Regions from separate parts of the Arachis hypogaea genome. Here region 1 is linked to region 2. The links are chromatin contacts, called in public Hi-C maps. All regions are on one chromosome and are shown on one strand. Each heading gives the region's core, a stretch centred on a gene start, on an enhancer-like site or on the middle of the called end of the contact. The rest is flanking DNA. Distances are from core to core; before and after follow the strand shown.

Region 1 (5,686 bases), core at 328-2,827, 86 kb before region 2:
GAAGATTCCCTTATAAAAGATTGAGAATTTTCTTTGTGTAGAAAGACGATATCTGGGTTAGCTACTGAATATGTCAGGTTCTACCAGTTTAACCAACACGTGAGCTCATGGCCATTAGGACAGGCATGCATCATTTGCATTTGTGTGTATTGATTGGGTGTGCATCTTGTATTTGGCTTTCCTTGTTGAATAATTGTATCTATATGCTATTTAAGCTAATTGTTTTATCTATTTTCTCTATTTGTGTATTTTTTATATTGTTTTGTATGTGTTTGAACAACTGAGAGATCCCTTATGCTTGCAATGGTGACGCTGAGGGTTGTTCCTGATAAGAATATGGTGATTGGAAGTTTGTGAAAAACTAAGTTGTGATACTGAATTACTGAATCATATGCTGATGGACTGTGATATAGAAAAGAGAAAGGCTGAGAGGTGTTGTGAAGGACTGAGATTATGAATTACTAGTATAGTGGAATTCTTAGCTTAATTACCATATTTTTGGATTAGTGTGACCCCAGGCTTGGATATAAATTGTTGGAGTTTAGGATTGCTTAGTAAGTTCGTATAGTTTTACATTGTCTTAACTTGGAACTGTTATTTTACTGGGAACGTTCGGGTTCTCACCTGTTGTAGGATTTTGTTGTTTTCAGATGCAGAACATGACGCATCTCATTGAGCATTCTGGACTCTTTCTGGGAAGCGAAGACTTTCCTTTGGGAGTTATATTTTGTACCTAGTTTATATGTATTCTCCACTTTGTATAAGTAATTCTGTATCCCTCTTAGAGGTTTAACTTTAGAGAAACAGAATTGTATTTTGAGTATACTTCTAGTTGTAATACAACTTTTTAGCCGGCCTTTTTTTGCAGGTGAAGATTAGTACTTGGTATGTATTTCTTTCAAAATCCTGTGTGTGTGTGTGTGTGTGTGTGTGCGTGCGTGCGTGCGTGCGTGCGTGCGTGCGTGCGTGCGTGCGTGCGTGCGTGCGTGCGTGCGTGCGTGCGTGCGTGCGTGCGTGCGTGCGTGCGTGCGTGCGTGCGTGCGTGCGTGCGTGCGTGCGTGCGTGCGTGCGTGTGTGTGTGTATCTTATATTTTCTTATATCAACGCCTTTATCATTACGAAATCTTAGTATATTATATCCCTTTTTGAGCATCAGAGCCCTTTTTGCAGGTGGCTCCCCCCTCATCGCTCCAACAACCCGGGAGGTCAGGAAGCTCTAGTCCTCACTCGCCAACACCAACCCGGGAGATCCACTCTCTCACCAGTGACCCAGATCCAAGTCCCCTCCAACCACCTCACACTCATAGTACTTCCGACCCGTTTGGGAACTGACTCCCCGAACATTGACGCTGTTACCGGGGAACCTCTAGTCTGAATGGATTTTTTGTTGGGTCCAGTGAAAGGAGAGGATGGAGGCGAGCCGTGTGTAGAGGAGAACGCTCATCGAACCAGTAGGGTGGCCTCTTTGGTTTCTTCCCACGAACGCACGAGATCCCCTTCCCGGAGGGACGAGCTTCCTTCCCGTTCTTGGGAAAGGCACTCTTTCAGAGGAACGAAAAGTGACAGGGCAAGAATAATGCAAGAGTTGGTGACCAAGGAGCGCTACCAGCCCGGCCCGAGCCAACCTCGCTCCCAGTCTCCTCAGAGGAGAAGGGAATCCCAAGATAGAAGCCCCTGGAGGCACCATGCCAGGCGTGCAACGGGTTCCCGACCCCCCGTGACCTGCGCGGAGTCTGAGGACCAGGGGGAAAGTAGGGAAGTGCTGAGAAGACGGAAAGACCCTGTAATCTACATTCGACCCTTAGCAAGACACGCCAAAGAGGAAGACCGGGAAGAAAGCAGGGAGAGACTGAGAAGGCGACGAAACCCTATAATCCTGGGAGCGATGCCTTTCCACCACTCCATTCTCGAGGTCCGATTGCCGAAACACTTCGACAAGCCAACATACATGAGATATGACAGAACACAAGATCCCAAGGAACACCTAACGGCCTTTGAGGCCAGGATGAACCTGGAGGGTGTGGGTGATGAGGTGAGATGTCACGCCTTCCCTGTGACCCTGGTAGGATCGGCAATTCGGTGGTTCAACGCGCTCCCTCAGGGGTCCGTGACGACTTTCGTGGACATAACCCGAGACTTTCTAGCACAATTTACCACGCGTATGGCCAAGGCCAAACATCCGATCAATCTTCTAGGGGTGACCCAAAGAAGCGGAGAATTGACCAGGATGTATCTGCATAGGTTCAACGATGAGTGCCTAGAGATTGATGGCTTGACCGATTCGGTGGCTAGCCTTTGCCTGACAAACAGGCTATTGAATAAAGACTTTTGGAAACACCTCACCACCAAACCTGTGTGGACAATGCAGGAAATCCAGAATGTGACGAGAGAGTACATCAACGACGAGGAGGTCAGCCAAGTGAAGACAGCCAACAAATGGCAGCCCGCCTATCATCCTACTCGTCAGCCCGGGAACAGGAAAATGCCTAAGGAGCACTCCAAAGACGGAGGGCCAACTAAACCCTTCAAGCCTTTCCCCTGGGTAGGAAAGTTCACTAACTATACCCCTTTGACGGCCCTGATCGTCGAGGTGTACCAACAGATAGCCGACCAAGGCATCTTGTCAAAGCCTCGCCAGCTCAAGGACAAAACCGGAGGAAACAAGAACCTCTACTGTGACTACCACAAGGGTTTCGGCCATAAAACCCAAGATTGCTTTGACCTGAAGGACGCTCTGGAAGAGGCGATCCGTGAAGGCAAGCTGACGGAGTTCTCGCAGTTCATAAGAGAACCTAGGAGTCGAGAGCACAACCGATCTGACGAAGATAGGGGTCGTACTGTGAAGCCAAGGCAAGAACCTGAAGAGGACAATGACCGCGGCCTCACTATCGTGAATGTTGTAGTTGGGAGGGACGCTGCACCGAGATCGAAGTTGGTAGCAAGAAAATATGCTAAGGTCCTGGCTGTGTCATCAGCTACTCATGGGCCTTCCCCCAGAAGAGTCCCAATGATATCATTTGCACCAGGGGACCGATCGTTTGATGACATGCCAGGGAACCCTCCCATGGTAATCACAGCAAGAGTGGGAATAGGCTTGGTCAAGCAAATTCTCGTTGATACCGGAGCCGATTCAAACATTATGTTCCAAAACGTGTTCGACGCCTTGGGCCTCTGGGAAGCCGACTTGAAAACACACCAGCACGGGGTGGTCAGCTTAGGGGATAATTTTATCAAGCCTGATGGAATAATCTCCCTCCCGGTCTCCATAGGGGGAGGTCAAGGAAAGAGGTCGCTAATGGCGAAGTTTGTTGTTCTAAGGGACTCCATGACTTTCAACCTTATCTTGGGGAGGAAAACAATTAACGAGTTTGCAGTGGTAATATGTACCAAGATACTGATAATGAAGTTTGAAGCCGACAATGGGTGGGTGGGATCCATCAAGGGAGATCTTCACGTGCGACAATGCCAGCTTCTCCCTAAGAAAGAAGTCGAAGGAGGCATCTGGGGTTTTCCTAGCCGATCTGGACGCTAGGATTGACGATAAACCAAGACCAGAGCTTGAAGGAGACCTGGAAAAGTTTAGGGTCGGCGACTCGGAGACAAATTCACCTTTTTGAATAGAAACCTCCCCCACAACTTGAAAGAGCCTTTGATGGAGATGATTCGAGCAAATAGTGATTTGTTTGCATGGACACCAGCCGACATACCGGGGATCGACCTCTAGTTCATGTCACACCACCTGGCTGTGAAGGTAAAGGCCAGGCTAGTGGCCTAAAGATGAAGGAAGATGTCCCAGGAGAGAGCGAATGAGGTGGCCAAGCAAACGGCCAGGTTGTTAGAAGCAGGGTTCATCCGAGAACTTGACTACTCGACTTGGCTGTCGAACATAGTCCTAGTTAAGAAGGCCAACGGGAGGTGGAGGATGTGTGTTGACTACTTGGACCTCAACAAGGCATGCCCTAAAGACTCCTTCACCCTCTCCAACATTGATGCTTGTTCCGAGGCTTACCTGAAACTGTAGGTCGATCTCGGACGAGATCTTCTGTGTGGGTCGGAGTTGTTGTTGTCCGACTTGTGGGACTTGGTGATGGTATTGATCCTTCATCCCCGGAGGGTGGGGGGTACCTGCAAGGGACTCCGATGCTTAAGTTAGCAAGGGTATTAAGCAGGTATTGAGTAGAATCAGAGTTTGAGTTATACCTGGGTGCTCCAGTGTATTTATAATAGGTGAGTTCTATGGTGTAGAAAGAAAAAAATTTCTACACCTATAGATATGTGTTGGCTCATTGGAGAATTTGACAAGTGTTTAAAGAAGGAGACAAAGTTTATACTCTTTGTAGGAATGATATAAAAAAATTCTCTTTTTTATATAGAATTTAAGTGAGTAATTATTTTCATTATGACTAATTATGTTGACATAATAATAGACCTCATCATAAATTGGATTTCTGTTTTATTATTGTTCGAAAAATAACGACTCAGTTTAAGCTATTAACCATTTAATCTAAATTTATTTTTTATTTACAAAATATATAGTAAATTATTTTATATAGCAATATTGTTTAAAAATAAAGGGTTGTATGATATCTAATAAAAAAAATATTTGTGTCATAAATTTTATATTATTAAATTGTCTTAAAAGTATGTTTACCGTCACAAAATTTAAAAATTGTAAATAACAATATAATAAATAATTTTTTTATTGTTAACTTTTAATTTAATTAAACGTATTTAGTGAATTTAGATGCTAGCAAAAATTAGTGTAATTTATTTTATTTTAATAATAAAAAGATCATTAAGTATGTATTGCTCATAATATAAAAAAAAATTAATTACAAATGGATATTATTAGTATGACTAATTATGTAATATGTGAGTCATATTTCTGGAATACATTACAATTGTATTTTGGCTTACAATATAATACAATGAATATATTTTTTATTTGGAGCTTATTTATTCCATTGATTTTTATAATTTTATGAAATTTTTAATTAAGTTTTTATATTTTTTTTTAATTGAGTCTTTGCTCTAAAGTTTTTTTAGTTGAGTCTCTATACGGAAAAAAGGACCTAATTAAAAAAAATTAATGCATAAACCAAATTAAAAAAACATAAAGACCTAATTGAAAATTTTACAAAATTATAAAAACTAACAAAATAATTAAACATTTATTTGGATTTAACAAAGTTTACTATAATAGTAATAACAATAATAAATATGGATTAAAAATAAAAATAATAAGTTAGTTTATTAAAAGATTAAAATGATTCAAAGTTCAAACAAAATAAAATATATAAACTGAAGCCTTTTATTGTAGTTGTTAAAGATCGATAAAAAAATAATTTTGTGGTGAGGTTTATCATCTTACTAAATTTAATTTTAATTAGTATAATTAGTCAATCAAAATTTTGACCTAACCACTTGCAGAAAAAACAAGGCCCTTGTACTTCTCCTGCAAAGAGTACAGATTTTGTCCTCCTTTAAACACTTGTCAAACTCTCCAATGAACCAACACATATCTATAGGTATAGAAATTTTTTTCTTTCTACACCATAGAACTCACCTTTATAATATTGTGGAATGACTTTTCTGAAGATAAGATAGTTATCTTATCTTATCTTTATCTTTAAGTGAGGTCATCTTATCTTCAAGGGAACCGCCTTTATCTCTACGGGCTTTTGGG
Region 2 (5,959 bases), core at 2,713-5,212:
CTTGCCTTTTTTCAGCTTGACTCTTTTCTCTTTTGTCCTGACCTTTTCCTACATTCTATGAGGAACCTGCGATGCTCAAAGAAGAAGAAGTAGCACTGGCCAAAATCTTGACCTCTAAATCATTGTCCAAGCCGAAGAGTTGCCTTTCTTGTTGAGTGATCATGGAGATCTTATTCACACTAATTAGTTCATCCATCAACATGACTTGTGACTTAACGGTGGAGTATTGTTAACCAAGGCCACGAAGAAATTTTGTGACTTTGTCCTCCTCTCTGTGCATTCGAACAGTCCCCTAGTCCACAATCATATTTCACACAATCACAGGCGAGAACAGATCTGAAATTATCAATTTCTTCCCAAAGATTTTTTAGTTTGGAAAAATAAGCTGTAACATTCATATCACCTTGCTTGAGCGCATATACCTCTTCATTCAACTCAGCTACTCTGAAATGATCACCCTGATAATAACGGTGTTTGAGATCATTCCACAATTCGTAACCTACGTTGTTCCAAAGAATGCTTTGATAAATGTCTGGGTTGTGGGAAAGATTTATCCAGGCTACAACATATGTGTTGCATCGTTGCCATGTCTTCAAAATTGGATCAATTTTCTTTGGTCTCAATATGGTGTCATCAACAAATTTCAATTTGTTTTTTGAAGTGAGAGTAATGACCATGGCCTTGCTCTATGCACTGTAGTTCGCACCAGTAAAAATAACATTGGTGATAGGTATACCTGGATTTTCAGATGGAAGAATGTAGTAAGGACTTGCCAAATCTTGATTCGGATTGGTTTGCTTGATAATGTGACTCTAAATCTGCGCTACTTGATTAAAAAACGCAGCATTGATGTATGTCCATGGTAGGAGTGGCTCCTCCTAATCCAGTACTTGAATTCGCCTCCATAGGCTTTCGATCTGTGAAACTTCGAATTTGAGACCCGAAATCGCAACCTTTCTCTTTCAATCTTGTTGATCGGAAACTCGTTATTCCACACTGTTAGAAAATCAGTGAAACAACAGAGCTCTCATCAAACTCTGTGGCATGAGTTCAAGAGAGAAGAAAAAGAAAACAGATGAAAAAAGGTTGAAGAAAACAAAAGAGAAAAATGTGAAGATCGAAAAAAATTGAGCAAAAGGAAGGTTCATGAACACTGCGTTAACATTGACGCTGGATTCTTCATTATTCTCTGAATGCAATCAACAATGCGCGAATCAGAGAAAAAATTACTCTTTCCTCAATCAGAATCTTCGTGTTCCTCCATCTACGCTCACCGCACCATGTAAAAATTTCATGTGTGTGGAAAAGAACACATAACCAGAGAAATTGAGATAAAAGTGAGTAATAAACTTGTATTAATAAAGAATCACACTAGTTATAATACTAATGACAGCTATATATATGGTTATACTATTCTAACTAACTTTATACAACTCAACAAAACTAATAATAATAGATCTCAACAAATTGTCTAACTAAAAAAAGAAAATACCAAAAGAATACTAACAATTTTTAATTAACTTACTATAGTAATAATAATCAATAACCAGTATAATCAAGCTATAAGACAAAGCTACCCAGATAAATTGTTGTTTAAATAGTTGCATAATTTATTACAAAGGCTATGAGATGTGAAAAATTATATCTGACAGATTCTATGGTATAAATCGTAAAAATTATCTATTGATACAGATATTATGTGTCATCATTTTTATACCAACACTTGGCACTATGAAATTTGTGCAATTCTTGAATGAAGTGAGATGATTGGGCCACTACTTATCAGTTATAACGTCGTTATTAATATTTTTTAACCCAATGACAGCGGCCTTTTTATTGTTTTTAAATACAATTATATGTATATTCTTTTCACTTTAATTCAAATTTTTTTAATCTTTTTCAGGGTTTTGATTCTTTTCAAAATTTATTTCATACAAATAATGAAATGAATTTAAAGTTAAACTTCTTGTAGGATCTATTTTTGTTGTTATTGCTGTAGTAATTTTAGCCAATGCAAAAATAGTACTCAATGTCTCAATAGAAGTAAAATATTGAAGACAATAATAAAAAATAAATTAATGTTGACAAACTATGATTTTATACTTTTTTTTAAAAAATAATTAATGGATATCCAATATTTTTATGATTTTTTATTTTTTTAAACAAATTATGAATAAACAATAATTACCAAATGTAATAATAGATTCACAGGTTAAATAAATAAATGTGTAGCTCAAATTTGTTAATATTTAACATCTTAATTCTTTTGTATTATCTTCAAAATATTTTACTTCTAACAATTACTATTTTTTCATTAATTAATTAAAATTACTACAATGACAATAACAATAAAATTGAATTTTATATAACAAATTTAATTTCAAATTAATTTCAATATTTATATTGGATGAAATTTGAAAATAAAACAAAATCCTGAAAAAAAAAAAAAAAAAAACTAGAACTAAAATGAAAAGAAATATGTCCATAATTATATTTATAAAAACAAAGTCCCATATTTTTATTTGTTACCATTAATAAGAAGAAAACTTTAATAAATCCGTTCACCACATCACAAAAACAATCACAGCTTACCACAATTTACTTGACCTAAAAGAGAAAAAGAAAATTGAAAAACACTTCCATAATTAAAATTAAAAAAATTTTAAGTATATCGATATATTGGTATTTTAATAATTTTTAACTTATAATTAAAATCAACGATTAAAAATTACTGAAATATCGATATATCAATACACTTGAAATTTTTTTTAATTTATTAATTATAAGAAAAATGACTATATTAGTCATATCAACACAATTTCATTGCAGCCTTAAACTGCACAAAAGTAAATTTCAGCACGTCAGGTGTTAGTAAATAAAAAATAAATTTTTTTATTTAAATAAAAGAAAAAATCTAAAATTACTTAATTTTTTAAATTAATTTTTAAAACACAAATTTTTTATTTTTATTAATATATAAATCATTTCAAAATGGTATGTTTTAAATTATATATTAAACGTTACACTTTGAAATGATTTATACTTAAAAGTCTTTTCAAAAATTACTTATAAATCATTTCAGGATAATAAATTTTTCAAATTGAACTAAATCGTTTCATCCTGTGATAATTTATACTTTTTATTCTTAAAATACAACAGTTTCAGACAATTTATATTCAAACCTAAATCTTAAAATCGGTAACGATTTAGGTGTTGGAGGCTAACCTTTAAAATCCTGTGACGATTTACATGCGAATTAAAAGGACATTAGTAATTTAGATAGATCAATATCTATAATGGACAATAATTTTTATTGGATAAAAATAAATAGATCTTATTTATTACATTATATATATATATGTACATATAGAGATATAACTATTGAATTTACTTACTTTAAGAATTTTTAATGGTTATAATTATGTATATTTGTCAATAGAATTAAATTTAAACATAAATATTTTTAGGCTACTGTGTTTCAAGAGTAAAAAGCATAAATTATCGCAGGATAGGACAATTTACGTTCAATTTGAAAAGCTCATTATTCTGAGATAATTTATAAATAATTTTTTAAAAAATTTTTAACCATAAATCGTCTTAGAGTATAATATTTAACATATAATCTAAAATACATAGTTTTAGAACAATTTATATAATAATAAAAATAGAAAATTTTTATTTTAAAAATTGATTTAAGAGAATCAAATAATTTTAGAATCTCTTTATTTATTTAAGTAAAAATATAGATATTTTTTCAATCTATATAATAGAATCTCACTATAAATTTAATTTTACCATTCCTATTAGTAATTGTATAAGAAATTTTGTTTCTTTTTTAAAAAACGCCCTGCCAAGAGAACAAGAAGAGTTGGATTTCAATGGACCCTTTTATTTGGATCGCTGCCCCATACAGGGCAAACCCTATGAACTTTTTAATACAAGTAGCGGTTGCAAAACTCCATGCGTCCATTATATACTATATAGTTAAGCCACGTACTATTCTTATGTGTGGATATCTTAGGTTTTTTATTTTTTACAGTATTTTTTAATTTAATAAGTGAATGTTTAATTTGTCGAGAGAATTTGAGTTTTATTTAAGTGTTTGTTATTAGTCAATAAATTATTTTATACACAAAAAGAGATTTGAATTTAAAATACTTATTTAAGTAGATTAATAAGTTAATTATTAGACCAATTTATTTTATTTATTTATTTATTTTTTTTTTTGGTTGCAGACCAATCCACTCTTTATGCCACGGAAATTTCCAAATCTAATGGATCCAAGGCATATGTTGTCCAAAATCAGAATCAAAATTAGACCCTAGTGCAAGAAGAAAGGAAATAACTATGATAATTGGGCTTCGTGACCAGCCCATAGGCCGTAGACTAGGATATTTTGAAAGTCAAATATGGCCGTATATTAGGAAATAACCTACTTATTTTTGTTATTGGTGACATTGAACTTCTTATTTCTCTATTTATAGTAGTAATATCCATGCTCCACGACCAAGTGTTAATCTATACTACTAAAATATACTTCAGTGTTTGAAAAATATGTGTCACACCAAATAACGCCCAGTTTTGGTAAATATTTTTAAGAGGCACGTGTGTATTTTATTTTTATATTTAGTAAATAAAAAATTATATGTTTATATTTTTAAAAATTAAAAGTGTTTTTAAAAGTGCATTCTCATTTTTTATTATATTATATTTATTAAATTAATTTTAAATATTAAAAAAATTTATCAAATATATTTTTTATAATTTGTGTTTATTGAAAGCTTTTACAAACATAGCTATTACAATGTCTTAAAAATTTTATGTTAAAAATTTAATTTTAATAAGTTATTTTTAAAAAGATAACATAATTTTATTAAATAGGGCCTAAACTTCTAAAAGATTTTTCTCATCAATTTTGTTCATAAAGAATAATTAAGCACATAACACTTAATCATGAGATATAAGACTTGGTTTGATAAAGTTTTTTGAAGAAGTACTTGTATTTTTGTAAAGTACAATAGACTATGTATTGTGTTTGCAACTTTTATAAGATAAAAGTATTTTTTAAAATACCTAAATAAATTTCTTCAAAATTTTTTTGTTTTTATAAAAATTTAAAACTCTAATATAATCTCATAAATTAATTAGTTTTTAAATTTAATTTTTATATTTATAACTATTATAATATTTTTAAATTTTAAAAATTATTTTACTAAATATAATTATTATTTATATTTATTAAAAATTATTTTTAATTTAATTTACCAAACATAAACATTATAATTTTTAAAAAATAAAAATTTTGTCAAACCAAGCCTAATACTAAGAGAAGTGGGACTTGTTTGAGTTATCTTAGTGTTATAGCTTTAATTTTATCTTTGGAAATAACATATACACAATAAATTTTAAAATAAAAATTTACGAGTAATTAAAGTAAATAATCATATGATTGAGATGTTAATAAATTTATTTATAAAAAAATAAAACTAATATTATTTCTATAAAAAAATAGACTCTAATTAACAAAATGATCTAAATTCTAAATAATTATTTAAAATTCTCATATTATTCCTCTAAATATCTCTAGCTAAAACTGTAAAACATACATGTCTTACATAAGTCGATAATGTAGCTTGTAAAATTCTATCCTGCCATATGCAAAGGTTGTGATGTAATTTATTTTTTTTTTTTTGGGTCATACACCCTGACACACTTTTTTTTATAGGTTCTATATATTCATTTCCTAGTTATAATTAGAATTTTGAATCCCGATGTACCTTCTAGCGAGCTTACAGAAATGTCGGATTTTTTATTTTAATAAATTAATTAATTATAATAATTATTAAAATAAATAATTTAAAAAATATTTACTAAAATAAATATTTTTTATCTCATTTATACTATAAACGAGATATTATCTTATTTATAGTTTATGTATTTAAAAAAAATTTAAATACTA

Evidence for each region. A called contact is a pair of places that touch in the nucleus more often than the background predicts.
Region 1: a contact with region 2 is called in a Hi-C map of leaf, with 2.1 times the contacts expected there. The contact joins the promoter of LOC112795131 here to the enhancer-like site in region 2. A contact is called at or near these places in 2 of 8 Hi-C or Micro-C datasets (both in leaf).

What each region holds. Positions count from the first base shown.
Region 1 is chr4:106,843,806-106,849,491 of arahy.Tifrunner.gnm2.J5K5, reverse strand. LOC112795131 reads left to right here and starts at 1,577. Exons shown (of 1, transcript XM_025837083.1): 1 at 1,577-3,532. The coding sequence starts at 1,577. The coding sequence ends at 3,532.
Region 2 is chr4:106,759,419-106,765,377 of arahy.Tifrunner.gnm2.J5K5, reverse strand. No RefSeq gene overlaps it. Among protein-coding and RNA genes, the nearest start is that of LOC112797149, 7.9 kb to the right of the region's middle. Within about 2 kb of position 3,962, at least 2 of the 3 cell types and tissues checked have open chromatin away from gene starts, as enhancers often do.